Regions from separate parts of the Gossypium hirsutum genome. Here region 2 is linked to region 1. Evidence: chromatin contacts called from public Hi-C data. All regions are on one chromosome and are shown on one strand. Each heading gives the region's core, a stretch centred on a gene start, on an enhancer-like site or on the middle of the called end of the contact. The rest is flanking DNA. Distances are from core to core; before and after follow the strand shown.

Region 1 (7,000 bases), core at 2,503-5,002:
ATCAAAGTCGTCAGAGAAACTCTCTCTTCTAAAATTTCCTGCACCATGTAACAAAAAGGACAATGAGTGTCAAATATGAGAGCTAGTTCTGCTAAAAATAGTGCATAAAGGAGGCTTCTTTTTTTCTTTTTAGTTGTGCTTCAATAAACAGTAAGGGGAAATGAATGAAAAAAGAAAAGAGGAAGCTCACGTTTAACTTTTTTGCGGTTAGATTTCCCAGCATGTCGTCCAGAATACCTTGACGACCGCTTCTTGTCAGAACCATCTGAATCCCAGCCTTCTGTCCCATCAAATTTCCATGTTCGAACTTCATCCTAGATAAAAGCCAAAGGCAAGGTTTATATTTTAATTTCAGGTACTAATGAAAACTGTAAACTCAAATCTTTTGGTACAATGTAAAGCAGAAGGAAGATAAAAGGCATTCATGTTTTAGATACATTCCAGTCCAATGGTTTCTTGGTAAATAAATAACATTCAAGCTCTACATGCATGTCAAGTCCACTGGATTTTTAAAAAATCAACTTATCATCGTCCATTGAAAACGAACAGCAACCTCAGTCTTTCAATGGCCTAACTGAAATCATAAGCTTCTACTATGCTCGGACCCTAGATGCACATTTTATGGGATGTTGTACGAACCATAAACTTAACAATTTTGGTTCCATATAAATGACAGCAATGCCAATATGAAGAAACACAAAATAATTTCAAGGCTTGAACCTATGTTTGTTCGGGAACACTAACATGTTTTATGTTACAACTTGTAATGAAATGTAAACATGCTTCATAGAGGTTTTTTGTGGGAGATAATTAAATGGCAATAACAAACCAGGAAATGAGGTTTTATAAGCCTACAATGTAGGCAGATCAGATAGATCTTTCATGCATTATTGGCTCCTCCAAAGAAAATAATTTAAACTTGGTCCTATCCTAATAAAATAATTTGCCTAGGGGCTGGAAAGATCCTTTAAAATTCATAAATCCTGCTTATTGAATACAAAAGTAATTTTATTGATGAATTGTCACAATAACCCATGCTAAAACCCATTTGATTTTGCAGTGCAATTACTGAACAATTGCATGGTTTAATAGAATCTATCATCTTTGGATAAGATAGGTTTTGGAAAATAGTACAGTAAACAAATTTAAAATTCTGCCTCTGAAGTGGCCAGTTACATCAGTAACTAAAATGGAAATTATCGGCATTGTGATCCATTATACAAGAGCCTTCATCTCTTCAACAAATCAAATATTCTTATAATTCTCTAAAACCTTTCACTTAACATGTTCTTATTCACCCTTGTGGTTTAACATACCCAAAAAATAAAAATTAGCAGAAAAAGAGGCATAAAAAACTTTGGTTGGCAAACATGAAGAAATATGCATGTAACAAACATGAATTGATGGTATTTCTTAGGGTGCTCTCTCTCCAAAGATTTCAGAAAAAGATAACCGGGTGCCATCATTCTCAATCTATAAATTAGTCCTCAGGATCCAACCTTCTACCATGAGATTGCACTATCGACATGTCCAAACATTTACAATTCGGCCAACTTGTAGTCCATTTGGTTAGATGACACCTAAACAGTCCTAATACTTTCAGCATGACCAAAATCAAACTTGGATAAAACTATATAAATTGGATTCTTTCAATTGAAACTCCAAAGCACTGGGAAGACTGTTGGTCCATTAATTGAAAAACTCCTTAATACATCCGAATAAGCAAATAAAATTGGAACGAAACTACTGGTGTCAACCAGGCAAGTTTAGTCGGGTTTGGGTCAAGTAACTTCAGTGCATAAAAAAAATTGGGTTTTGCTCAGTTCAAGTCATTTCAGGTTCAAATTGTTTAGTTTTAAGTTAAAACCAGTTTAATACAAGGTTAGGATCTTGGTTTATTCAGGTCTGGATCATCTCTGAATTCAACAATTTTAGGTTCAGATAATTTCAATTTTGGTTGGATTGTAAACTTTTATGGTCAAATCAAGTTAGGTCAACTTTTGATGCAGACAACTAGGTGAGTCGTACAATTTAGAGTGAGTTTCAATAATAGAGTTTATCGCAATCTAATTATGCCATAACTATAACATAAATAGTGCATAAAAAATATTGAAGTTCACATCTTGAATAAGATCAAGGTTCTAAACCAAATAGGAGTCCAGAAAAGTTTACCTGGAATGAAACATTTGAGCAACCACTATTATAGAGAAGGTTTTTTAGAGCACTCTTTGCGTCAGCACGCCTTTGATGTACTCTATATCTTATGTGATTCTGCATTAATATTTGAAATGTCAGAAAATTTCCATTTTTTATGAACACATAAAGTAAGAAGTAAAATGCCAGAAGCAGACAAAAGGTTCATAACAAAGCTACTTGGGAAGGATGAAATTAACAAATAGCAACATCTTAATCAGTTACTAGAAGACACCCATCACCTGGTCAATGTGAACATTAAAATTAATCATGGGGAATCCTTTTGTGAGATGCATTAGAATTTTATTTGCACTAAAAGATTGCTAGGAATGTTCCCAGTCCACGATGAATAAGATAGCTGTTTTAGCAATCAAGCATGGTTATCCTCGGCATACAAACTCGAACTGGAATTTGGTCTGCTAAGTTTTCAGAAAATTACCAATCTAAAAACGTGCCAATATGATATACTAGGACCAAGATGATTAAAAGATGCAGGCAGATAATTACATAAATAGAGGCTGCCAAAGCTATATACCTTAATTGGTTGTTGTGTTCTTCTTTCCTCCTGCAAAAATATGGTTAATTGTTAAATTTTCTCATCAAAAGCAATGCATACAGATTTATACGAATTACTAAACCAAAATTTTCATGCATTACAAACATCTGAAGCTCAATTCTATGCAACTGGTGGTGGCCAGAGGAGGAAACAAGTAGGCATACTTATTCACATAGAAGATGAAGTACTTTGATCAGAACCAGGAAGAGACAATATGGGAAGCTAAACATAATGAATATAGAATAAATCTCAACGGTAGCATCTATAACAATCAGCAAGCAGAAACTTTTAGCATGAAACATTGAAGCTCAAATTTCTCAATTTAATTTTGAAGTTAAAGATTAATTTACATAGCACTCAGAGAACAAGACTATTTCTTTCATCTAAGAAATGCCACAAATTAGAGCTATTCAAGGATTTGAACTTTCAGAAACCCTATCTACAGCCATTCAAATAAAAATAGAAATCCAAGCTCTCCCCGAACTCACAAAATCCCATTTGCTCTTCCATTTTTCACAGGTAACAGGCGTAGAATGAAACGAAGCAACGTGGGTTGTTGCAACAGTAGCCGTTGCTTTTGAAGATAAGAAAGGTGGAACCAATGAATTCTTCAGTAGAAACACGTTTCGCCATCTAGGTATCTGCATAACCGATAAAATCAAGACAAAAAGACACTCTCTTCAAAATTAGCAGCACCAATAGAGGAAGCTTTGGGTTTTCCTTTTGGTGGTAAAAAGAATTGGTTCTAAGTAACAAAAGGGTTAAATCTTTTCCGGGTGGAGGATGATAACAGAAGTTTATGTTTCTCAGTTGATTTGGATGTCTGAAAGTTTAGCTGATGATGAAACCGAAGCAGAAAGTCGAATCGAAACATGTTCAAATTAAGGGTTTCGGGGTTGGATACTAGGATGGGATGGATCCTTTCATTGTTCTCAGGCAATTGCAGAGACCTGAATCAGTAAACTCCAAAGGGACCTAAACCTAGGCCCAGATAAATAGGTGTTGGTTAAAGATTAACTTAGAGCCCAAAACTATAATATCTTCGTCCATCAACTATATCATATAGAGGTATTCATGAGCCCATTCAGGTTAGCCCAATAAAAATTTTAGGTTCATTTACTAGGCTCGACTTGGCTCGAAAAATGTGTCTAAAATTTTATTTAACTTTAATTTAAAAAAATGCTAAAACCCTGATTCGACTCGGCCGTATTAATTTTTTATATAATTTTTAAAATATATATAATACATCAAAAATATTAAAAATATTAAAATAAATATTTCCCAACAAATTAAAATATATATATGTATACTTAAATAACATTGAGATATACAAAATTAATAATAATAAAAAGCAAATGCCTCTAAAATAGTAACAAAATTAACAGTAAAACAAGAGTTACACAATATCCAAATAATAACTATAAAATAGTAGGTAACAAATTATGAAATGGCATCAAAATAGTGAAAAAAGAACAAGAAGAAAACAACAAAAAACAACAAAAAAAAGTTTTAAAAAAATAGCAATTTTTTTTGCATATTCGAGTCGGGTCGGGCTGGGCTCGGGCCAAAAAAGCCTTACTCGAAGCTTAGCCTGTTTTCTAAACAGGCCTTATTTTTTGTCTAAGCCCATTTTTCTGACCTATATTTTTACCCAAATCCTCCCACTTTTCAAGCAAGCCGTCGGATCGGGCTAGGTAGCCCGACTCATGGACAAGTCTAATATCATATAGAAGATTATAATTTGATCACTCACTTATTAAGATTTTTTTTTCAACCAATAATTAAATAGTTAACACAAAGGTAATGTGAACTTTTAAATTTTATATATTATATTAATTTATTTTAATTTTTAATTTTTAATTTTCAATATTTAGATATTGTGCCATTGTTGTGTTAATACTAAAAAAATAAAATATTATAGTAAATTTAAAAAATACATAAAATTCCTTAGTAGTATTTTCAATTGAGTTTTAGTTTTATTTGTATTAGTATTGTTGCCCGTATAGGAGGACATGAGTTCGAGTGTATTGAAACACATTATCCTCTTATTTAAAGGTTTAGATAAATCATAATAATAATAATAATAAAGGGCAAGTTTTGGAGAAACGATTTGTAACTTTCTTAAATACTGATAATCTCTATGGTGGGTTAGTCATGTTCCTTTATGAAAAATTATGTGTTTATTATTTATTTTCTCGAATTTTTTGAAAACTTTTTTTTTTATGAAATGGGATTGTTTTATTAGTGACATCCATTATATGCATGTGTTCATTAAAAAGATTTTTTTTATGAAGATGCTTAAAGATTTTAAATTTGATTAAAACTATATAAGGAGGTTTTGAACTTAATATATATTTGTGTTATAAATAATTTTATTTTTAAGTGAATGTTCATCAATATTAAGATAAATTTGATATATTTTAGGACTTTAATGTTCATTAGAAGTATAGTTTTATTTTATTTATACTTCTTATGTCTATAAATATAAATTTTGAAAAAATATTGTAAACATCTCAATTGATCAATAAAAATACGTATTTCTCTTTTGCTTTTTTATTTCTTATTTTTTTACTCCTTTTTATCTATATAACACATTACTAACATAATTCTTTTTTAAACTTTTTCTTCTTAAATTATCTCTCATAACCTAAACAAAATTTGTAACGCACTAAACATGGCATGATAATTGAAACCAAGTATGATGTCTCACAACTTAAAATCAGAGTAATTCTTAAACAAATCATTCAGTGGAAGCTTGTAAAACTTTTCAGATTTAAGAGTAGAAAACATGTAATGGCTATTACTTTATAAAGGTTTCAATGTACATCACTGGCGTTTTAAAATAGGGTTTAATTCATTTGGTAGATAAGTTCAAATAAATAGGTTCGTGAACAAATTATAATAATTCAAATACAAGCATTGAAAGTTAAGAAGATTCTCATAAAAAGAATGTCTTAACAAAATAATAGATCATTATACAGATTGGTTTCAAAAATACATTTAGACGCCACTCCCAAAGGTCATGCATGATACAAGAAAAAAAAGACAGCCCACAATAGTAGTAGTGCTCTAGCGTAGTCCCTTCAATAGAAAGGTTTCCTTCAAACAGCACACCTGAGAATGAAAAGATAACAGAGTAAGTTCATACAATTTTAGTGAGTTCCAAAGGTAAATAGAAACCATACACACTATTTCTTACGATAATATCAAACCTTTCAGAAGGAGTTTCACATATTAATCGTAATACGCCCAATGACATTCACAGAACATAGACAAATTTAATACACCAATTTACATAACACATGGGCGGACATTATAGACCAACTTAACATTACATAGAGACTTAACATTATATAGAGAACTCATCTTCATTGTGACAGTCCTAATTCGACCCTAGTCGGAATGTGGTTTCGGGGCCACAAGATCGAGTCCCAAAATTTATTTAAAATTTGATTGCATATCCTCTATGTGTATTAGTGCATGTGTGAAAATTTGATGTTTTAATTTAGACTTATGAATGTGAATTTCATGTGATTGACTTAGTTGAGAACTTAAGAAAATATGATAGGGGAATATGTAAGGATCAAATAATAACAAAGTGAGGAAACTTGGGTTTGCATGTCAAATTGCCCAAAAACCCAAGTAGTGGCCGGCCAAGCCATGATGCCCCATCTACTAGGTTGAATTTCAATGCAATTCTTTTATTAGTTAACAATTAAAATAAATTAAAGAAAGGAATTAAAAAGAAAAGATGAATAAAATAAGGAAGGAAGAGGGAGTATTCATCTTCTTTCTTTTTTATTTTGCAATTGCCGTGAGTTAGGAGAAGGAAGGAAGAAATGCTCTAGACATTCGGCCAACTCAAAAGGGGTTGATTAAGGCAGGATTTATGTTACTTTTACTAAATTCTTGTGAAAATCTAGTTAGTAGCCAATGTCTTATTACAACCCATATGTTAATTTTCTACCTAAAGGGGTACTTAGATGGCATATGGTTAGGAAGAGGTAAAGGCTAAGAGTATGGTGCTTTTGATGTTGTGAATGGAAGTAGTGGAAAAGTGAAAGAAAATTTATGTAGAAATGTGGTATATGTGGATTTATAGGATGTTACAAATAGATGTGAAGCCATGCTAGATTAGGAAAAATTCGGTCAAGTGTTCATGAGATGAAATTTTGTGTTTAGATGAATTAAAGATGATAGTATAGTTGATATCATATATATATATATGCATATTCGGCCATCAAATTAAGA
Region 2 (7,000 bases), core at 2,123-4,622, 610 kb before region 1:
CTACATAAGGATGGCCGGTAATAGATGACTATTATCCCAAGATTGCTATAAAAAGAATCAAATCCGTGTCTATAATTACTTCGTAACGAGCTCACTCAGGTTAACTCACTCATTCCAGAATCAGCAACCATTAACGATATTTGTTTCGCTAATATTTAACTTATAACAGTTAAGATAGTAAAGCAAACAAGAACTTACACAAGTAACAAGTTTTGCTGATTTTGACACAGTCCCAATTCTATTCCTTGACTTCCATACCCGAGGATACCGAGGTCTTGGACCTTTAGCAGCGCATACCTGAAAATCATTTCAGATTTACTAATTCACCAAAAACACCATTAGAATTTCAAATTTCATACAGCATTCCCTTCTCTCTTTAGCGTTTAGGAGGAGACAATATATCTATATATGCGAAATTTTCAATTGAAAGCGTACCACGGTATTCCTAGGTCTCTGGTTAATTTTCACTGATTCCAATCTTTTAGTAACGAGTGGCAGAGCATATCCACAACAAAGCATCCTGATATAATGCAAAACCAAAAGGAAAAAAAGAAAGAAATTTTGATTAATTGTGGTTGCCATCCACTAAACAATTTTATTGCTTCAAGAAAATCTTAAAAGAAATGCTTAAACTTATATATTCCAGCATTTTCTCAGCAACCAAACGCAATTGCTTAAACGAGACAGAAACTGAAAGAGGAATACCGGTTATTTCTTGAGGGTTTAAGAAACAGCAAATTTCAAGGTTGAGTCTCGAGAGTTTGCTTCAGCGTTGTAGATGGAAGATTTTTTCTTTCCTTTTTTCCCTTGGTTTCGGCTTTTTCCCCGTTTCTTCTTATTTCCTAATTGCCCAAACAATAAGAATAAATAAATGGTTAAAATCTGTCTATAGTCCTGTACTTTTCAAATTTTAGAAACTTAGTCCCTGTCCTTATATTTCTAGGAATTTAGTTGCTGTTGATATTTCAAAATTCAAGTTCAACTCATTATTAATACTAGGGGGTGAGCATTTGGTCGAATCGAATGAAAAAATTTCGAGTTAATCAAGTTGACGAATCATATTTTATCATTCTAATTTGATTTGAAATTTTCTCGAATCGAGTCAAGTAAGATGGAATTCGAATCGAATCGAATCAAATATATTTGTTTGAGTTAAATTTTAAAAAATAATTTTGGGTCCTTATAACCACTATCACCTACCGTAATAAAATTTGTCTACCGTAATCAATTTTTTTATTAACTTTCATCACCTTATAATTTATTTATTAATCTTTTATATACGAGTTATTTTTTTGTTTGCTTGGTTATTTCAATTATCTTCATATTCTTGTCACTATGTATTTTAGAATTAAAAAATATATTAAATGTAAAATGTGATTTTTTAATAAAAAGTTATTTTAAAGATAAAATGTGAAATTGATACCAATATAAAATTTTAACACGAATACTAAACAATTTAATAATATAAATAATATAAAATGTGAAATTTAATTTAATAATATAAATAGTAGATATAAATAAAATTATTACTATTTATATTTAGGAATTTTCTTTTTTGGATAATTTTGATTTTTTATTTAAGAGTAAAGGGTGAGAAGTAAAAGTTTAGGGGGAAAATAAAAAGTTTTGGGAAGTAAAAGTTTGAGGGAAAGTAAATAGGGTAGTAAAATTTTGGAGAAAAAACATTAAAAAAAATTGGGGAGGGTGGATGGGTTTGGGGTAAATGGGGGTGGTATGGGAAGGGAGTAAAAGTTTTAGGGGGTAAATGGGAGAGAGTAAAAATTTTAGGGGAAAATAAAAAGTTTTGAGGGTTTTTGGGAGTAAAATTTTGAGAAAAAGTAAATGAAAGAGTAAAATTTTAGTGGGAAATGGATTTTGGGAAGATGGGGGGTTGGGATGGGAGGGGAGTAAAAGTTTTGGTGGGAAAATGGGAAGGAGTAAAAGTTTTGGGAGTTTAGGGTAAAAATGTAAAATATTATAGTTTCATATTTCGTTTATTCGAATTATTCGAGTTATTCGAATTTGAAAACTCAACTTGATTCGAATTCGAAATTCGAAAAAGAAAATCAAATTGATTCGAATAACTCGATTTGTTTAACTCGAAATTTGATTTTTTTGTTTTTTTAATCGAATCGAGTTTTGCTCACCCCTAACTAATACTGTTAAATTTTTTGTTATAATAACCTAAATTTAAAAAATATATTATAATTAACATGAATTTAACAAAAAAAAAGTGTAAACAATTACGCCTGAATATTGAAATCTGAAAAGTAAAAGGACTAAATTCTTAATTTTTAAAAAATACATGGGCATAGGTAGAGGTGTCTATGGGCCAGGCTGGATTCAAGCTAGGTCCAACCGGAACTTTAGGCTCGAGTTAGGCTTCACCCGAAAAATGGGCCTAAAATTTTATCCAAGCTTGATTTGGATAAAAATGCTAAAACTTGAGTTTGACTTGCTATATTAATTTTTTTATATTATTATTTTTATATAATTTTTTAAAAAATATATAACACATCAAAAATACTAAAAATATTAAAATAAATGTTTCTGAACAAATTGAAAAAAAATTAAAAAAATATTTATACTTAAATAATATCAAGATAGGTGCAACTTAATAAGTAAATACTGAGTTATACAATATTCAAAAAATAACAAGAAAATAGCAACATAATAGTAAAATAATAACAAATAGTGAAAAAAAAACAAGAAAATAGAAACGAAATAGTAAAAAACAACATTTTTTTTTGCATAGTCGAGTCAAGTTTGGGCCAAAAAAGCCTTACTCGAGGCTCTACCAATTTTCTAAACGGGTCTCTTTTTTTCCCAAGTCCATTTTTCGAGTTTATCTTTTTATCCAAACCCTCCCACTTTTCGAGCAGGGCTTTGGGACTGAGTGACTCGGCCCATGAGCAAGTTTAGACATACACACATTTTAACTTAAATAAATAAATAGGCTTATTTATTTTTTTGTCAAAATATATTGTTAATATTTTTACTCTAATAAAATTTAAAATTTAGTTGTTATATTTAAAAAATAAAAAATTTAATTTTTATAAAAAAATTAATTTAAAAATCTAGTCTTATTATTAAGTTATCTTTAGTTTTCCCAAAAAAATTGTTAACTTAGTATTTTGAGTAAATATCCTCATATGAAGTTGTATATGACTGACAAAAAAATTAAATATATTAAATTAATAAATTTTGATAAAAATTACCAACAACAATCATAATTAGAGTAAAAAACTAAATATTTAACTTAAATATCGAATTTTGTCAAAATATAAGGACTAATAGCATATTTTAACCTTTTTTTTTCCCTCCCGCATAACATTATTTAGAATTTATATCCAGTTATATTCGACAACGTGTACGGTTGCAGGCAATACAATATCTCAGTCGCCGCAGACGAACTCTACCCATATACCTCATCTTCTCAGGTTAGCTCTTCGAAGAGAATGGACGCTTTATGCATCACCAAACCAGCCTAATTAATTTTCTGTCTTTTTTTTTTCCTTAATTTTTTTTAAATGATGTTGATGATTGAATCAGCTATGGCCGTCCGATTTCCCGCCGCAACCAATTTCTGCTCCTCCTCCGCCTTGCACAGTAGCTCCTCCCTATCCTTCTCCTTCTCTCTTTTACATTTTCGAATATCATAAACAACTTCTAAAAAAAGCTGAATTACAGATGCAGTTCAACTTCACTGTGCTGCAACGATCGGCTATATGTTTAGTTTTTTATTTTAAAATTTTCTTGCATTTTCACGGCTGCCAAATTGAGACTTAACTTCCTTTTTTTGGTATATATTGTGCATGTACTGTTTGAGTAGATTATCGTCCTATGTGCAGCTCCGGTGAGGTTACTAGTTGCCACGTCTCCTGCCGCCGGCTGTTTAGCCATGGCGGCTTTGGCATAACTTGGTATTATGTTCAATTCATATTTTCCTTTTGCTAGTTGTTATCTTTCGGGGTTTTTCTTTTTCTCTTCTGAATTTAAATTTTATCTTACTAGCTTATTTTTAGACTCCAAAAGAAAAGAAATATGGAATGGTGAATTATCAATAAAATATCATAAATTGGTTCAAGTCTAATCCTAAAAGGGGGAACTTTTTTTGGGGGGATTTTTTTTTTCTTTTTGTAATATGTTCTGCAGATAAAGAGTAGTAGTTATGATTGTTAAGGCTAGAGTTGTTTGCAGGAAAGGATTTCGAAGAGTAAATAGAGCTTCCCTTTCGAGAAGGACCCTCGTAAAGAATAACATTCCGGCAACTACCGAGCATTTAGGCTCAGCATCCGATCCTGCAAAGCATAATGGAAGGTCGCATTACCATCCGTTTGAGGATATTGGTGAAGCTACATCTAAAAAGAGCAATGATGCTACACTCACAGCTGCAGAAACCTCTAGGACAATCATTGAGGTATCGCATTTATTGTTCATTACTGAATCAACATCCATAGGAATGGCTTTAATGTAATGAATATGTTTGAACATGGTATTCTTTTCTGTTATTGTTGAAGAAAAGTAATTTAGATGTCTTTTCTGCAATTTGGTTTGGTTAACACTTGGAAGATGTACTCTTATGCTTCAATTCCTGCTTCTCAATCTGTTTGTTTGGCTAACGTAGGCTGTAGCATGCCATTTTCAGGTGAATAGTAAAGCAACGGTTATGTTTACAGGGATGATCAATGATGAAGTTCATGAAAATATTATGTGGCCAGACTTGCCTTATGCAACCGATGAGCATGGAAGTAAGTTGACTGTTCCGGTCTGAAGTATTTAAGCCTAGCTGCCTCAGTAAGCAAATTGAAATTTTCCTCTGATGCCTTGCAGATGTATACTTGCAAGTGAAAAGCGATGAAGATATTTTGCAAAGTCTTACTGTAGAAAATAACTTTGTGGTATGCAGCGCATTTCTTTCTGAAAATTTTGCTAACCTGTTACCTGCATGCATGTCTCAAGATGGTGCTTAGATCTTGCATGTAGTTTTCACCTTTCTAGTTTGACGTGTTTGTCCATGTAACCCTTTCATAACTGAGATTTCTTGAAATATGTTTTGCACTTTGCATTTATTGATTTGACATTTTAATGACTGCATCATTCTATCCTGCAAATGGGCTTCATTTGAGTTGAGTTGCTATCGAATATGAGAAAAGGTCTACAAAGAGTCCTCTTATTTGCTACTGTGTTCCTTAAAGCTTATTTAGTTTGTATAATGCAGCAAGTCATTATAGGATTTGACACTACGGAAATCATGAAGGAAATCGAATTATCAGGTCCATCAGAAGTTGATTTTGGAATTGAGGAAATTGACAATGAAGATATTGATATTGAAGATGAAGATGAGGATGAGGATGATGATGATGATGATGATGATGATGATGATGATGATGATTATGATGAGGTTTGACCTTTTTCCTTTTTCTCCCGCTTCCTTTCGAATATGATGCATGAACCTAGCGTTTTTTATGAGATACTTTCATTAACCTGTTTGCTATATATATATATATAATATATATTAATTTATTGTTTGTAGGAGTGGGTTGCTGCTCTTGAAGATGAAGCTGATCAAGATGACTCTGATGGGACTCTTGGGGACTGGGCAAAATTGGATACTATGCGTTCATCCCATCCTATGTACTTTGCCAAAAAGTTGACTGAGGTAATGACACTCTATGTCAGATACTGAAATAAAACTAGCGAGGAAGCAGTGCTAGGAAGAGAACATGAAGTAAAATTCAAGTTAGCTATATAGCATGTACTAATATGTATTAAGTTTGAGTTTAAGCACCTTACGCCCTTGTTGAGTCCATATTTACAAAGATGATATCTTTATGCATGGTTTGTTTCAACGGCATTTTCACAATGATTTTCTCTTACTTATGTTTTGTAGGCAGCTTCAGATGATCCTGTAGACTGGATGGAACAACCTTCGGACGGTTTAGCTATCCAAGGCCTTCTAAGGCCTGCCCTCACTGAAGAACATTCTGAAATTCAGAAGCACATGTCTACCAATCAGTCTCATGGTTCTGACACAAATCAGGCTGAGAAAGTTGTGGGAGACAAAGTAGAAGATCTTGGCATAATTAATGGTTATGGAAATGAATCAGAGTTATCAAGAAAGAGTACATCATCTGAAAGATCAGGGAAAAATGAGATCTCAACAAATGGGTCTTCATTTTACAAATTAGAGATGATTAAAATTCAGCTAATTACAGCACATGGACATCAGGTCTGTAAGAGGCTTTCACGTTCCCTGATTTTCATTCCTTTTCTCATGTAAATTTGATTTGATTATCTTGTGGATATCTATTTTATGTGTGTGAGGTATTAGCTACAGTCATGAAATTACTTGAGTGCTACTAAGTCCGGCATTTTGTCAACAAATTTTTAGTTAAGATGATATAGGCCTATTGCCTTTTTGGCAATGTCTAAGGGTTTTCTATGACACAATACAGATTATAGCCATAGTAGCTGTTCCATCAACTACCACCTATTACCTGTCTTTGCTATTGCTATTAGAGTAATATTGACTTTATTTTTTCTTTCCTGTTCTCCCACCGTATGAGATTGCTGGAGAATAATTGATTTTTTCTGCATGTCCAGACAGATGTTGAATTAGAAGACTTCAAGCAGGCTCAACCTGATGCTATTGCACACTCGGCTGCCAAAATTATATCTCGCCTGAAAGCTGGTGGAGAAAAAACCACACAAGCACTCAAATCACTCTGTTGGAGATGCAAGGGTATTCAAGTCGAGGTAAAAGGTCAAAAAATCATCGGATGTGTAAAAGTTTATACTTTGCTAAGTCTACTCTAAGCTGTGCAAAACTTTTTAGGTTCTGAAGCATATAGGTCTTAAAACTTTTTTCTTTAAAAAAAAAGGGTGGCTGCTTTAATCCCTATTATCTAGGAAGCTAAATTTATATATGGTTATATATAAGAAACCTGTCTAGCCTTAATATTTAGTATTACTTCTTTTTGGTTAGCTAATTTATTGA

What was found. Hi-C and Micro-C count contacts between places; a contact is called where the count stands out from the background.
Region 2: a Hi-C map of leaf shows a contact between it and region 1, with 3 times the contacts expected there. The contact joins the promoter of LOC107890161 here to the promoter of LOC107916810 in region 1. A contact is called at or near these places in 7 of 34 Hi-C or Micro-C datasets (callus, hypocotyl and leaf).

What each region holds. Positions count from the first base shown.
Region 1 is chrA11:75,461,093-75,468,092 of Gossypium_hirsutum_v2.1, reverse strand. LOC107916810 reads right to left here and starts at 3,752. Exons shown (of 7, transcript XM_016846185.2): 1 at 3,238-3,752; 2 at 2,729-2,758; 3 at 2,173-2,271; 4 at 191-314; 5 at 1-38. The coding sequence starts at 3,396.
Region 2 is chrA11:76,074,413-76,081,412 of Gossypium_hirsutum_v2.1, reverse strand. LOC107890161 reads left to right here and starts at 3,372. Exons shown (of 12, transcript XM_016814663.2): 1 at 3,372-3,440; 2 at 3,553-3,609; 3 at 3,833-3,923; 4 at 4,201-4,420; 5 at 4,628-4,751; 6 at 4,834-4,901; 7 at 5,222-5,404; 8 at 5,537-5,662; 9 at 5,894-6,232; 10 at 6,607-6,759. The coding sequence starts at 3,555. LOC107890171 (pentatricopeptide repeat-containing protein At4g21190) reads right to left here and starts at 844. Exons shown (of 6, transcript XM_016814670.2): 1 at 706-844; 2 at 436-520; 3 at 199-297. The coding sequence starts at 519.